Linked DNA regions of Mus musculus: regions 2 and 3 are each linked to region 1. A link is a contact called in public HiChIP or PLAC-seq data. All regions are on one chromosome and are shown on one strand. The core of a region is the stretch at or near the end of the contact, and the rest is flanking DNA. Distances in the headings are between cores, read along the strand shown.

Region 1 (3,248 bases), core at 432-2,931:
AGTCTGGCCTCTTGGACATTCCCATTGTCTCTTAAACATCTTTAGAGCTAGCTCTATGAGATAGCCACGCCAAAGGGGCAGGCCTCTGGTTGCTAGCCACAAGGAGAGGGATGTCTTCTCTTCATAGCACGGATCCATCTTTCCCCTGGCCCTGGAGGAGATGGCTTTGAATTCACGGAGCACTTCTGGGAAGACCATCTTACTCTCTCCCATCCCTCCTCACAGTATCCCTCTCTTCACTGAGAAAGGAGTGCTGGCTCTCCGGTGAGCCATCAACACAGAAGGCAGGGAGCAGCTGCCACTCGGGAATGTGTACAGAGAAGCGGCTAAAGTGTTGAGCTGGATCAGCAAGGGCTTAGGGGCTGGGCATGGTGGCACACGCTTGTATAATTACAGTTCCAACACTCAGGAGGCAGATAGAGGCGGAAGGATCAAGAGTTCAAGGCTAGCGTAGGCTGTACAATGAGACCTTGTCTTCACAAATGAGGGAAGGCTTAGAGAACCAATCTGAGCCATGCTAGCCAGCAAGTCCTCAGCTGGAAAATGAAGTGAGCATGCAGACTGCGTAGGATAGATGAGTTCTGCAGAACAGACAGGGACCACGGGTGTCAGCAACTGCAGATCGGACAGGGACCACGGGTGTGTGTGCTTGCAAAACCTACAAACCTTCATTTATCCTTGTTCTTTTATTTTCTTCCTGTTATATTCTGAATATTTAAAATTAGAAGCATCGACACATTAATCTTTACATCAACTAGAGACACATACATTGGTTTCTGCAGTCAACGCCCACACAGCCCCTTGGCCCAGAATGTCTGTGCAGTACACAGCTGTGGCGCTGTATGGGGGCAGCCATGCCTAAAGGGCAGGCCTTGGTCTCTAGTCTGGAAAAGGGAAGTCTTCTCTCTTCCTTAGTGACCCTGCTTTTCACTGGCAGCGTCCTCACTTCTGAAGCTTCAGTCCGCACAGGCTCTGTCTTCTCTGAACATTTTCCTCTCTCCCCTCCATGGTGTGTCTTTGTTGTCTAAGTGCTGCCTGTGGGAGACTTGTAGACATGGGAAGGAGCATGTGGCTTCTTGGTTTTGCACCTGTGGGTGTTTTAGTTGAGTGTGCACTGCTCCTGGTGATGTGATTGAGCCTTTTAAATAGTCCCAAAACACACTTAACCCAAAGGCTTTTCAAAAGACAGTGAATGTTTTTCTTTACTGCCTGAGGAGTTTCGTGCTGCCATCTTAAGAGAAAGAGGTCCTCTAAAAGCTGGCTTCCCAGCCCAGCTCACGGCCAGGAGTACACAACTAGGGGTGGTCACACTGCAAAGCATGCTGCGAGATGACTTCTGTGTTGTCCTGTGCTACCCAATATATATATATATATATTGGATGGATGGATGAATAGATAGATAGATAGATAGATAGATAGATAGATAGATAGACAGACAGACAGATAGACAGAAAGATAGATAGCAGAGTGGAAAAATAAAGGGCAACTTGTCCTTGGGCTGAGGGATTTTCAAATATCATTTCAAAAATGGAAGCTGGGATTCTGTTAACTATTGCTGTAACACTGCCTAGAACTTTGGGACTTAAGCCAGCATCTTCTGGTGATTTCTCCATATGAGGTTTGGACACTAGCTTGGCTGAGCAGGTCCTCTGGAATCTACAGGGTTGGTTGTTCTTGGCTGGCTTCCCCATTTACAGTGTGTTGTGGTCTGACTCACGTGTCAGTCTTGCAAAGAAGCCACGACACTACTGAGTGATTTCCTGGAGGAAAATGTGAACAAGTCCAAATGGAGCACTCACCACAGACCAAAGAAACCATCCCAGACAAGTCTAGTTTCATGAACCAAGAAAGTTGAGGGGTTCCTTAAAAGAGTGTGGAGACTCAGCAGCTGCACCCTTGGAGTTCTCTGTACAACGTCCAGGCCGTGCCACTGGAGAGTCTCCTTTGGCTGAGAATAGGGGTTCGCAGATATCATTGACATCAACAGTCAGTTGACTACCATTACCAAGAATTACTCTCTAGAACCTGGAGGCCTTATCCAATCCATTGAAGGTTACCCCAAAAAGATGAAGTCCTATGGACCATGTCCGGTGCCACCTCCATCTCTAGACTCACAACTGTGAGTGTCAGGCTTGCCTCTCCAACCCCTTCAATAGCATAAGCCATTTTCTTACATGAACCCCAGGTAAACACGTGAATATGGACATTGGAGTAAACAGGCAAGTCTGTTTCTCTACTTGTTCCTATCTGGTATCTACTTGTACCTATCTGGTATGATACCTATCTGGTATCTACTTGTACCTATCTGGTACGGGTGGCCAGCAGCTAGCGAGGCAGGGACCAGCCTGTCTGGGATGGTGCAGCACCGTGACTCAGACTTCCCTCCACATGTCCTCTGAAGCCCATGCAGGCAAGCTCAGTCTGCCCTGCAGCACTGGTGGGAGAAGGACGGAGGAAACAGAGCACATGAGGCTGCTGACTACTGTCTGGGAGCTAGTGCAACCTCTCCCCAGCTTCATTCTGTTGACTGAGCATTGAATCACAGAATTGACAGTTGGTCAAGAGTAAGGACAGTGTTCACCATGGCTCCAGTGTGAGGCTCAGTGGGAGGGGATAAGAACGTGAGACCGTGGCTGCCTCTGTGGTGCCATGCAGAGTTTGGTACTATAGAACAGCAAAACAGATGCCAAAACTTTATAAAGCCAGACATGGTAACACATGACTCTAATTCCACTATTCAGGAGGCAAGGCAGGAAACTCATGGGTGTGAAGCCAGCCTGGGCTGTGAAATGGGTTCTCAGCCGACCTTAGCTATATAGGAAGATCCGATGTCCAAAACACAAGAGTTGGGTTTGAAGCTTAGTGATAGAATACTTGCCAAGTGTGTTCAAGGCTCTGGTTTTGACCACTAGACACACCACACATGTACAAACACATAGTACATATGCACACACACATATACCACATAGACTCATACTATACACACACACACCACATAAACTCACACTATACACACACTATACACAGACACACAATACACATACTATATACACATACACACACAATATACATACTATATACACATACACACACATACACTCAAATACACACACAATATACATACTATATACACATACATACATACACATACACTCACATACACACACAATATCATATATACACTGTATACACATACCACATACACAAATACATATATTGTATACATTCTATATATGTACACATATATA
Region 2 (3,248 bases), core at 487-2,986, 380 kb after region 1:
CACATCTCTGGAATAATCCCTTAGCTTTTTTTTTTTTCTTTTGGGAGGGGGTGGTTTTTCTCCTTAGTCTATTGATTTTGAGGCCAGCCTGGTCTACAGAGTGAGTTCCAGGATAGCCAGGGCTACACAGAGAAACCCTGTCTTGAAAAACAAAAACAAAAACAACAACAACAACAGCAACAACAACAACAACAACAAAAATGTGTGTGTGGGTACTTGTAGTGCACGAACCTCTGTGCATGCCTGGTGCCTGCAGAGGCTAGAAGGGGTGTCAGATCACCTGATCTGGAATAAAGATGGCTGTAAGTGCCATGTGGGAATTGCACCTGGGTCCTCTGCAAGAGCAGCCAATGCTTTTAACGTCGGAGCCATCTCTTCAGTCCCTAATCTGTTACTTTCTGATGTGTCCTTTTTTTAAAAAAATTAGGTATTTTCTTCATTTATATTTCCAATGCTATCCCAAAAGTCCCCTCTATCCTACCCCCCATTCCCCTCCCCCCCCTCCCACTTCTTGGCCCTGGCGTTCCCCTGTACTGGGGCATATAAAGTTTGCAAGACCAATGGGCCTCTTTCCAATGATGACTGACTAGGCCATCTTCTGATACATATGCAGCTAGAGACACGAGCTCTGGGGGGTACTGGTTAGTTCATATTGTTGTTTCTGATGTGTTCTTATATTGAAAGACAGGATATACTCTCTGGAGCAGGGAAATTATCCAAGTGCTGAAAATTACTCAGGGGACCACTTTGGAAGGGCCAAGACGAGAGGAAAAAGTTCTTTAGATTCTTTAGTGAATATAGAATAGTATAATTCTATATATACTAGTAAATAATGCATGTCTTTCATTTTTCTTGATTCTTTGGACCAGATAATACCCTGAGCAGTATTATTAAACTCTGTTCAGATACTGTGTGATTGTTAAAACACATTGTATTTCAGAAGTTTATATTCATTAACATCTCATTTAAATAAAAAAGGGTTCCCAAGTGTATAGGTGTATGTGGAGGCCATAGGTCAATGTCAGGTGGTGTCCCTCAGGAGCTATCTACTGTCTTTTCAGAGACAGGATCTCTCACTGGGATCTGGGCAAGTTCCAGGAGTCCTCTTGCTTCAGCCTCTCCAAGCTGGGATTAGACACACACACACACCACTCCTGGACTTTATATACCCATGCTTGCAGACATAGCCAACACTTGCGCTGACCGAGATATTGCTCATTCTTACTTGTTCTTTCCTTTCCTTTCCTTTCCTTTCCTTTCCTTTCCTTTCCTTTCCTTTCCTTTCCTTTCCTTTCCTTTCCTTTCCTTTCCTTTCCTTTCCTTCCCTTCCCTTCCCTTCCCTTCCCTTCCCTTCCCTTCCCTTCCCTTCCCTTCTCTTCTCTTTTCTTCTTTCTTTCCTTCCTTCCTTCCTTCCTTCCTTCCTTCCTTCCTTCCTTCCTTCTCTCTTTCTTTCGTCAGCTTTATACAAGCTAGAGTTATCTGGGAAGAGGAACCTATGCTGAGAAAGTGCCTCCATCAGATGCCTATAGACCAGTGGCCTTTAGTCCAGTTACTCCTGTTGTGGTGACTCCCAAACCTAAAATTATTTTATTGCTGCTTCGAAACTGTAGTGTTGCTATTGTTATGAATCATAATGTAAATATCTGTGCTTTCCAATGGTCTTAGGTGACCCCTGTGAAAGGGCCATTCAGCTCCAAAGGTCTGGGATTCATAGGTTGAGAGCTACTGCCATAGGCAGGCCTTTGGGGCATATTCTTGATTAATGATTGATGAAGGAGTGCTAGCTCGCTGAGTGCACTGCCATTCCTGAGCAGAGGGCCTTAGGTTTTCTAAGGGAGCAGGCTGAGAAAGCCGGGAGGAGCAATCCAGGAAGCAGCATCCGTCCATGGTCTCTGTGTCACTTCCTGACTCCTGGTTCTTGCCTTAAGTTCCTACCTTGGCTTCCCTCAAAGGGACCTAGGAAATCTAAGCCAAATAAACCCTTTCTTTCTAATTGCTGTTCTTTGTTTTCTGTTTTGGTGTCTGTGTGTGTGTGTGTGTGTGTGTGTGTGTGTGTGTGTGTGAGAGAGAGAGAGAGAGAGAGAGAGAGAGAGAGAGTTTCTTTATATAATCCTGTCTGTCCTGAACTAATTATGCAGACTAGGTTGCCTCAAACTCACAGAGATCTTCCTGCCTCTGCCTCCAAAACATTGAGATTAAAGACATGCCCCGCCATTCCCAGCCCTGGTGATGGTGTTTCATCATAACTACAGAACCCTAATGGACACACCCACTTCCTCAGTTTTTATTCCGTTGGCTCAGGAGTCCGGGGCTCAGGTCAGACGTAAATTAGCCAGTGTTATGCTCTCACACACAGAGCATCCTTGGGTGCTCTTCTCCTGGTTTTACCTTTCTGGTTTCCTGTTTCTGCTCCACGTCTGTGGCCCACAGGTGCTCTGACTCTCTCTCCTGCTGCTGTCCGACTTCTGGTGCCTGCCTTTCTCCTTCTGGCCTGGGCGCTCTCTGGTGACCTTTCTATCATCTCACAGCTTGGGTGATAGCGTCTCATTGTTAATCTGACCTTTAATTCACAGGTAAGAGTCATGCATCACTTCTAAGTCTTTTACATGATTAAGCTTATGTATTGCCTTATTTTAAATAAATTTATAACACATATTAAAAAACACCAAAAGATATATATGAGAACACTGCAATTTGTTTTTGTAATTAATCAAGAGAAAAAAATAGGCTTCAGGTGAATTAAGACATCAATTAAGATTAAAAAAATTCAAAATTAAATGCAGATTCTCAAATCCCTTATTGGGTTAAAAATGGTTATCTAACAGTGTATTTTATAAGTTTTTTTTCTCCTTTAGATGTCAATCTTTTGTTTAACTTTGTTATTTTCTGCCACAGTTTAGAAACTAGATTTTTAAGTGGTATGCTATTGATTCTCTTCAGAATTCTCGGTGCCATCTAATGGATTTTAGACCTCATAGTGAAACTGCATTACAGGCACACTGTAGAGAATTAAGCTTTAATAAACTTTAATAAACTGGCACAGGCTCCCCTTATTTAGGAGCCAGATGCAGGGGTATTGTAAGTTGCAGGCTAGCCTGGGCTACTTAGAGAGACTGTGTCTCTAAAAACCTAAATCCAACAAAACAGGCTGTTAAGATGACACAGTGGGTAAAGATGCTTGCTGCAAAGCCTGACAATCTGAGTTAGGTCCTCAGGACACACACGGAGAAAGGGGAGCACTGGCTGCT
Region 3 (3,248 bases), core at 427-2,926, 360 kb after region 1:
AGAAGGGTCTCTCGTGTTTCCAACGCTGCACCAAGTGCTCCAGGCGTCCAGCCTACTGCCCCGCCTCAGCTCTCATCTGACCGTATGAGCGCTGGGTTTACAGATATGCACCACTGCATCCAACTCGTGATTCTGTGGCTTCCAGAGACGGGGCTCTCGGATCAACAGGTCACGAGGTCGTCAGGTCCGGGTGACTTTTATTCACTGAGCCATATCCCACCCCTTGCTCCCATATTCTAAGCTTACCACTCTCGTCTCTTCTTTATAGCGGAACTCCGTTGGGGCTGCTATCTCTACTGGGAATTAGTCAGCGTCTCATCCTGTGCTCCAAACCCTCCATGGCTTCTCATCTCATGTGGTCATCGTTCTTTCTGCCCCAGCCAGGCTGGCTCTATGGCTGTTTCTTGTGTGCAGGAAGGAGGTCCCTGGCTGTTGTCTTGGACGGGCTTCTTCTGGCAAATGTCCTCTTGGCAAGGCTGACCTGATCATCCCCTCAGAATGTTCAGCACCCTAAACACTCTCTTGCTTAACTTTCCTCCGCTGCCTTCTACTGTCCTAACTGCATGACGTTACTGCCTGTCCTGCGCCCCCCCCCCCCCACCCCATAGAGAAAAACCTCCCCAAGGGCTACAACTTGAGTCTTGTTTGTTTACTGGTGCAAGTCTGAGGGCCTAAAAGCTGTGTGACCTGGGACATCCTTGGGAACTCTGATTTGCTTCCCGTGTGTTTTGAGTCAGGTGCTGTGCAGCCTAAGCTCTCCTCACACACAGGAATCCTTTTTCCTCAGTTTTGTGATGGTTGTGGTTACAGTTTATGTTACGCTGGGGACTGGGGAGGGCAAGCACACTGCCAACTGAACTATATCCCCTGCTCTGTCCCTGTATCTGTGGTTTTATGTTTTTTATTAAAGTGTATTTGCTGAACAAAAGGAAAAGAATCCTCACAAATTTAGTATTTATAATTCTGCATCATTGGCATTAAATCTTTAGATTAATATAGATATTAACTTTTTATATTAACTTTAACTTAATGGAGATATTAACTTTTTATATTGTATGGAGGAGTGACTGCTCTCAGTCAGGAAAATGAGGAACATCATGTCTTTAACATTTTCTCTTTATTTTCAATCCAACTCAGTTTCGTGTGTGCAAGCATGTGTGTGTGTGTGTGTGTGTGTGTGTAGCATATAAGCTTGCAGGTGCACACATACCTTTCTGTGTAAGTGCAGGGGTGGAGGCAGATGTTGGGTGTTTTATTGCTTTCTAGCTCTTGTCTTGAGACACAGTCTCTCACTAGGCTGGAAGCTTGCCTTTTTGGCTAGGCCAACTGGCTACCAGGATCTCGCTTCCAGGGTCTGCTTGCCTCCACTCCCTAGTAGTAGTCTTACAAGCATACATAGCAAAGTCCGAATGGGGATTCAAATTCAAGTTTTCATGCTGGCACAGTTCCCTTTAACATAAAAAACATTTTGTCTGTGTTTAAGGTGTGAAACAGCATTTAATATATATTTATATAATTTGATATATTGTATTTAATATATACAATTACTGCAGTCAAGCTAATTAGCATACCCGTCTTACAAATGGTGACATTTGCAGCTGTTTGCAAACAAAGCCACTTCCTAGTGAGTCACAGCATGAGCTGCCTTATGAGGCTTCTCAGAAGCATCTTCCCTTCCCGACTCCTTGGCACCGGTGCCAAGCTCCTGTGGGAATCAGTACCGTGTGCTTCTGCCGCAGTTCTGGGGAACATAAAATGTTCTTCAGTCTTTCGCATTTCCCAGAGACACAGATAACGGACAGGCGGATCCACTGTCAACCTGGCTCACACACGTGAGCTCCAGGAAGACGGGGATGGGATTTACAGACCTGTGTGGAGCTCCCACACCCAGCCACAGAATGCCACAAGGGTGGGGGATTGGGAATTTGGAGTCAGTGCTACTATTGATTTCTGAGGACAACGAAGTAAGCCCAGCAGAGTGTGAGGGAGAAGCAGGGCTGATGCCTAGGAGGTAGGCTGGTACTTGAGGTAACCTTGGCAGCCTGCTCTTGTGCAGAAACAGAGTGGAGATGTCAGTCAGGTAAAGGTTGTAGAATATCAACAGCTTTTCTTAGGTGTATGGTTGTAGGATTGGCCCTATTTCCTGAACAAGCACAGGGCAAACCTGTGCTTTGATGGTCTTGCCCCAGATCACTATTCACTAAACCTAAGTCCTTCCTTCCTTCCTTCCTTCCTTCCTTCCTTCCTTCCTTCCTTCCTTCCTCCCTCCCTCCCTCCCTCCCTCCCTTCCTTCCTTCCTTCCTTCCTTCTTTCCTCTCTCTCTCTCTCTCTCTCTCTCTCTCTCTCTCTCTCTCTCTCCCCTCCTTCATTTCCATCTGCTTCTAATTTAAGTTTTTTATTTACTCTTTGACAATGCTTATGCACGTTGTGTATTTTGGTCAGATTCTCCTCCCCTTATCCTGTGGTTGTGAGCTGCCTAAAGCAGGGTCTAGAAATCAGAGTCCTCTTCAAGAGCAGCAAGTGTCCTTGACCTCTGAGCCATCTCTCCTGTAACCCTCCTCCATATGGGCTCACAGGAATGAAGTCGGTTCTGCATGCTTGCATGGCAAGTGCTTTACTGTCTGAGCTGTCTCTCCAGACCTCCACGCCCATCCTTTTAGCAAGTCACCAAGACCCCAGCCCTCCCCTGGGAATGCAGTCTCAGCAGTGTCCTCATTTATTATACAGAGGACTTTGGGGCATAAGTCCTGGTGGCCTCTGGATGTGCTTCACTGATGGTTGTCAGTGCTGGGTTGTTGATGTGTGTGTGCTACGCACACTCCACCTATCTTCCGTTCTACTCTTCCAGTTCCATGATTTTTTTTCAATCTTCAAGGTTCCTAGTTACTTCTAAACCTACTCTTCCAGCCAAGAGGTTTCTCATCTTCCTGCTGTCTCCCGAGTCTTCCTCTGTGGCTGCTACGCTCATCACATCTTTTGAGAATCCTCTGTTTACACTTCAGATCTTTCAGTTAGGGTCTCCTGTGTGTTGAGTTGGCTATATGTAGATTAAGATGGCTCTTGAATTTCTCATCACCTTGGCTCCACCTCCTAGGGGCTGAGGTTACAAGTGTGTCACCACGCCCAGGTCATGTGGTTCGAGAGCCCAGGGTCTTGTGCTTGTTAGACAGGTCACCGACTGAGTCAGATCTCCACCCCCACATTTTATAGTTTTTTAAGCATTTCATTCTACTGTGCCTTTAAAAAAT

The links. HiChIP or PLAC-seq counts read pairs in DNA pulled down with a chosen protein or histone mark.
Region 2: a FOXA1 HiChIP or PLAC-seq map of pancreatic cancer cells shows a contact between it and region 1. The contact joins two enhancer-like sites. A contact is called at or near these places in 1 of 115 datasets of contacts at active chromatin or transcription factors (pancreatic cancer cells) and 1 of 9 other capture datasets (liver).
Region 3: a FOXA1 HiChIP or PLAC-seq map of pancreatic cancer cells shows a contact between it and region 1. The contact joins two enhancer-like sites. A contact is called at or near these places in 1 of 115 datasets of contacts at active chromatin or transcription factors (pancreatic cancer cells) and 1 of 9 other capture datasets (liver).

Annotation. Positions count from the first base shown.
Region 1 is chr3:152,511,159-152,514,406 of GRCm38.p6, reverse strand. The region is part of intron 8 of Ak5 (adenylate kinase 5); the gene reads left to right. Among named protein-coding and RNA genes, the nearest start is that of 3110067G11Rik, 23 kb to the right of the region's middle. Within about 2 kb of position 1,681, at least 45 of the 459 cell types and tissues checked have an H3K27ac peak or open chromatin away from gene starts, as enhancers often do. A contact at or near this core is called in pancreatic cancer cells, where this site is marked.
Region 2 is chr3:152,129,674-152,132,921 of GRCm38.p6, reverse strand. All of the region lies in intron 2 of Gipc2 (GIPC PDZ domain containing family, member 2), which reads left to right. Among named protein-coding and RNA genes, the nearest start is that of Gm40179, 24 kb to the right of the region's middle. Within about 2 kb of position 1,736, at least 11 of the 459 cell types and tissues checked have an H3K27ac peak or open chromatin away from gene starts, as enhancers often do. A contact at or near this core is called in pancreatic cancer cells, where this site is marked.
Region 3 is chr3:152,154,164-152,157,411 of GRCm38.p6, reverse strand. All of the region lies in intron 1 of Gipc2 (GIPC PDZ domain containing family, member 2), which reads left to right. Among named protein-coding and RNA genes, the nearest start is that of Gipc2, 10 kb to the left of the region's middle. Within about 2 kb of position 1,676, at least 43 of the 459 cell types and tissues checked have an H3K27ac peak or open chromatin away from gene starts, as enhancers often do. A contact at or near this core is called in pancreatic cancer cells, where this site is marked.